Regions from separate parts of the Anas platyrhynchos genome. Here region 1 is linked to region 2. Evidence: chromatin contacts called from public Hi-C data. All regions are on one chromosome and are shown on one strand. The core of a region is the stretch at or near the end of the contact, and the rest is flanking DNA. Distances in the headings are between cores, read along the strand shown.

What was found. A called contact is a pair of places that touch in the nucleus more often than the background predicts.
Region 1: a contact with region 2 is called in a Hi-C map of small yellow follicle, with 5 times the contacts expected there. The contact joins the enhancer-like site here to the promoter of PRKG1 in region 2. A contact is called at or near these places in 3 of 8 Hi-C or Micro-C datasets (F1 follicle, skeletal muscle and small yellow follicle).

The regions. Positions count from the first base shown.
Region 1 is chr6:5,032,234-5,034,933 of IASCAAS_PekinDuck_T2T, reverse strand. The region is part of intron 2 of LOC106016332 (a long non-coding RNA gene); the gene reads left to right. Among named protein-coding and RNA genes, the nearest start is that of DKK1, 98 kb to the right of the region's middle. Within about 2 kb of position 1,278, at least 1 of the 8 cell types and tissues checked has an H3K27ac peak or open chromatin away from gene starts, as enhancers often do.
Region 2 is chr6:4,483,115-4,485,814 of IASCAAS_PekinDuck_T2T, reverse strand. PRKG1 (protein kinase cGMP-dependent 1) reads right to left here and starts at 1,353. Exons shown (of 18, transcript XM_038180896.2): 1 at 1,253-1,353.

The DNA of each region.
Region 1 (2,700 bases), core at 29-2,528, 550 kb before region 2:
GAAGAGGAAAATAATCAAAATTGAGAATCAAACTGCTGATAAGTAAAACTTAAGGATGAGCTTTTACGTAGCAGTGGCGAACCTTCTGTTTTGTGGATCTCTCTCCTAGGATGCAGGAAAGACCAAGAGACATGTCCAGAACCAAGCTAACAGTGGCTCGTGCAGTTTGGGTTCATACTTGACGTCTCTTGAACAGGGACAGGCTGCCAGCTGGGATTTTAAATTGCAGCTGGCCAAAGATGTCTTGCCTTCAAACACAGGTTTAGTTCCGGGGCAAGTATCCCATCACACTCGTGGATTATTTTTCCCTTTTTTTTTTTGAGAACTTTATTCTAGTTTATATCATGAAGGAGCAAAGATTTAGCCTGGGAAATGGTTGCAGGAAAACACCAGCAATTGCTTGAATGTGAAAGGCTGGCTGTAGTCATTATGCTAACCAAGAAAGGGACAGGCACGGTCTGTGGCACTCCATTTAAGTTTCCAGGAGATGTAAAAAGAGTCAGAAGGGGTGTGGAGTTGCAAAGTTACGTGTCAGTTTGGTAGCAGCTCCTGTGAAGGAGCCAGCATCTCTGTTTCTGTTCGCTTTTTCATTCATTTGACTCTGCTGTTATTTGGAAAAGTCATTTTTACATTTGGACTAGTACTTGACATAATGGGACCAGGGACTTGATCTTGTCGGGTTTGAATTATCCCAGGATAGGTCCAGACTTTTGAAAATCATTTCAGTTTTCTTTTAATAGAGGTCGCATTTTCTCTCTTTAAAATACTAGCGAATGAGCAAGGACTTTACAGGATTTGGCTGTGCTTCCTCGAAAGCGCCCTTTTAACCGCACCAGGATTTTTGTTAAAAGACAGAAGAGGGAGCTCGTGAAACGCGGTTTTAGTTATGTTCTGCCGTGAAACGCCGAATTTCTTCGTTTGTTGGGGGTAGAGGGGGGTGCTGAAACTGTTTTCCAGGCAGGCAGTGCGCTGCCACCGGGGGCTGGGAGCTGAGGATGACATTGAGAGGATGCCAAGTGAGATCTGTTACAGGGAAAAAGCTTCAGGCACCTGAGGGAGTTGACTTTGGGTTATGTTTAGTTTTTGGTTTTAATGCATGAATTATATATACGGAGCATGGAGTGACCTCAGTTTCTTCGCTGTGCAGGCTGCAGCCCTGGATTAAACAGAAAGAGCTTTTAAATAGACTTTCAGAGTGGCTTTCTGTATTTTATTGTCTCAGCAAAAATGTTATTCTATTTTCAAGTAATCACAAATTGTGACAACACTGCTCTATACAGAGATGTGACCGCATAGTGGATTTCTCGTAATTATGACCAGATCTTAAATGTGACAAATTTAGAAAGTGTGGGAGAGGTGAGTGGACAATTAGCAAAAGCCACACTTGTAAAATAACACAGTTATTGGTAGGTACTATGATGCGACTGTTATATACACACAAGCAGATACTGAGTGAGAAGTTTTTATTTCTTATTGAATTAAATTGTAAATGTTTTTCTGTGTTTTAGGGCTTTGTGCTTAATGTGTCAGCGTGTTGGTTGTTGATGAGGAAAGGTACCAAAAATACCATTAAAAAAAAAAAGGTCCTGCTACACTAAACCAGCATTGTTTTAAATATTATGTAGTATGACATAATACTGCTTAATATTTTCTTTTCCATATATATTTTAAACATCTAAAAGATGTGCTCTAAGAGCTGCTGATTGCCTTATATTGATCTGCCAGTCTGCTCGGGACAGTATAATGTCACAGGATTAGCACGTTACTAGTGCTACAAAAACAAAAATAATACTGACACAAAATGGTATTGCAGACAGTAGGACATAACAGAACCTTAAATATGTGCTCACCATTTTCTCAATGTCTGTTGTGCTGCTGAACAGATTAGAAAGGTGAACAGATTTCTCTGTAACTTGGCTCTTCCTACTGAGACATTTCATATTCAGCACGTCAATTTCTGACACGACTTAACTGTTGATGGGAATGACCTTCGATTTGCTGTCAGTGATGTATTGAACCTTGGTCAATATTCACTTCTAGAGATGTGGCTGAGTGGTGCCTGTTTTATTCCTCATTTCCCTTCCCTTGTAGCAATGTCATAATAACAAATACACTGCTGAAACTACAGTGTATTTTTTTTCCCAGGTAATTGAATTCACATGGATTTTGGCCTCGTGTCCTATCAGAAACCACAAGTACAAGGTGCCGAAAAATCCCCTGTAAAGCTATGGAATGAAAGTGGTGCCTTGCAGAAATAGAGCTTTTGCTGAAATGCTTTGTCCTGGAAAACGTATGACAAACATTCACTGATAACTATGGGCATATGACACCTGAAAAAAAAAAAAACTCTTCCCAGTAAAATAGCCAAATGAGGTGACTTTCTCATTTCAAAGGGGGCTACGGTCCTGTTGTGTACACGTGTGGCTGATGCACAGTAGTATTTCTTGCAGATCGTGGAAATGTGTCAAACCCGTAACTAGCCTCTTAATAATTATTAAGTGCTTCAATCTTAATACAGTCTGTCCAAAGTACTTCATCAGTAAAATATGAGGTTTGTATAACGTACATCCCTCATTAATTGTTCATACAACCAAGTGCTGTTGAATTAAAATGTAATTCACAAAACCCTGACAGAAAGATAGTATGATAATAAAAGAGCTTTTAATAGCAGAAATAAGTAGGAATGTGTGTATAGAAGGG
Region 2 (2,700 bases), core at 104-2,603:
GCTCCCTTGGTAGGGCTGGACTGCAGCAGTGCCCTGTGCCCATGACGGCCTTGCAGCCCCCTGGAAAAGGGTCGATGGAAGAGGGGGGGACGGTGCCTGCACTGACACTGAGCCCACTGGCGGGTATCAGCCTAGGGGGAGAGGTGCAGGAGGAGCGGGTGGGTTGGGGTGCGATGGGGCTCAGGGGTACAGGGTGCAGCAGCATGTCATGGTAATGAGATGGGGAGGAATCGAGTGGACCTTAATTGAAAACCAGGAGCACCCCCAAACCAGCTGGGTTACTGAGCACGATGCTGGGGCGTGGGAGCAGCAGGGGGACATGTGCTGTCAGCACAGCCCTGCGGGCACATGGGGGTCATAGGATGTGCCGGGAGGTCCCAACCTGCTTTCTCCAGTGGCTCTGGGTGTCAGGGAGAAGACAGGGACCTCGGGGAGGTCGTGGGGAGCTGAGGGAGCCCAGAGGGTGGGGGCAGAGACTGAAGCACGCGTGCGGCATTCACGGCCCCTGGGAAGGCTGCGAGTCGGGACTTTGGAAAAGCACTGGCAAAGTAAAGAGAAGGAGAGGGTTTCTGCTCTGCCTTGGGCAGGGTGCGCAAAGGGATGCGCTGATCCAGGAAGGGGGGAACAGACAGGCTGAGCGTGTGGTTAGGGGAAAAGAAAAAAGAAAAAGAACAAAAAAGGAAAAAAGAAAGAAAAGGAAAAAAAAAAAAAAAAAAAAAAAAAAGGAAAGCCAAAAGTGCCCGGCCGATTCGTCCCCCCAGCATCCCCGGCGCCCACCTCTCGGCCTTGGTGAACTTGCGGAACGCCTGGCGGAGGTCGTGGAAGGAGCGGTAGGTCTGCGGCTCGGCCGAGATGCCCTGCGCCCGGGTGGTGCGGGGCCCGATGTGCGGGCTGGGCGCGGGCAGCACCGACTGGCACTTGTGCAGCCGGCGGCGCAGCTCCTGGATCTCGTCGTCCTTCTCGCCCAGGCGCCGCTCCAGCTCCCTGATGCGCTCCTCCTTGAGCAGCAGCAGCGCGGCGAAATCCCCCTCCAGCTCGCTCATCCTGGGCAGCGCCGCTGCCCCGCGCTAGCGCCGGGCCGCTCGCATGGAGCCGCCAAGCGGGGAAAGAGAGGGGGGAGGGAGGGGAGGGGAGAAAAAGAAAAAAAAAAAAAAAGGAAAAAAAAAAAAAAAAAAAAGAAAAAGCCAAGGAAAGGGGAAAGAGCTTCCGTGCTGCTCCGCGAGGCTGGGAGCCTGGAAATAGCAACAATTACCATGTGATCGGAGGGTGACGCAGCTCCTTGTAACTGGAGCCGAAGACTTGGGACTCGAACGAGAGCACTTCATAAATATTGAATCGCCGCCCGCTAATGAGCCACGTGGAGCCGCCGCGGCCCCGCCTGGCCCCCGCCTCCCCGGCACCCCCTCGCGTCCCTCCCGGCCACTCGGCATCCGCCCCTGGTCCTCCCCATCCCACCCCCAGCTCCCCCCCGTATCCCACCGCCGGCCCCTGCTGCTCACCCCACCCCGTGGGGTACCCCCATCCCTTCCCCGGCTCACCCCACGCCGCTCCCCTCAGCCTCTCCAGTCCCTCCCTACTGTCCCAAGCCCCCTCGGGCACCTGTGTCCCCCCCCACACACCCCCAGGGGCACCCAGAGCCACCCCCCCCCCCGGGCGGGTGCCCCCTGTCCCAGCACACGCAGCCCCCGCGCCGGCAGCCTCCGGGGAGGCCGGAATTCGCCCTTCCCGGACTTATTTGGAAGAGCCCATCACGGACATGAATGTTTTAATGCCGGCTGGCAAAGGGCAGCAGCGGCTCCTGCGTCGCCTTGCCCTTCCAAAGCAGAGGGAGGGCAGGAGCCGGGGGGCATCTGAGCCGGGCACGGAGGACGGGGTCGTATCAGAAAAGTCCTGGGTGCACGAGGAAAGCAATTAGCGGCCTCTCATTTAATGGGGTGGAGGCAGTGGGATGTTTTACCACGCTTGGGCCCGTTCCCGCAGCCTCTCGCACGCGGTTGGAGCCCCCCAGAGGCAGAGCCGCTCCCAGGTCCCGTCCGCATCCCAGCAGCATCCCCGGAACGGACAGGGCGGGGGGGTGGGGGGGCAGAGGAGGGAATTATAAAAAAAATAAATTGCATGTGGCTTTATTGGAAGGCAAAGAGCGCCATCTCGTGTAGGAAAGCACCGCGCAACGCAGGGAAGAGATTTGCAGACGGACAGACCGGACTCTCCGCTTGCTGCTCCAGAGGGGAAGGGGTCCCAGAAGGGTAGGGGGAGCCCGCCCACGCTCGTCGCCCCCCCAGACATTTCCCCGTTAAAATCCCGTTTCATAAAAAAAAAAAAAAAAGCCTTAATTTAGAGAAACAGGAGCGCTGTTCCTGCGCTCCTCAAAGGCTTGGCAAAAGCATTTTCTGGCAAGTCACTAGGGAAAGAAACCAGAAAGTGCATACTTTTCCCAAAACACACAGTAATTAGGCAGTCAGATCTCACCGCTGTCAACCAGTGCTTTTCAGGGTTGTTTTTAATGCACTGTTCATTATTTGCATTCAAGGACCGCCTACAAGCCTTGGTCTCCACGCAGAAACAGGAACCTGGATAAATGCTGAAACGACCACAATGTAGAGATGATAACCAAGCAAAGACACCCAATGATAAAAATGATACCCAATGATAACTAAGCAAAGCACTGGTGCTTCATACCACGGCTGTCTACAGTCCTAA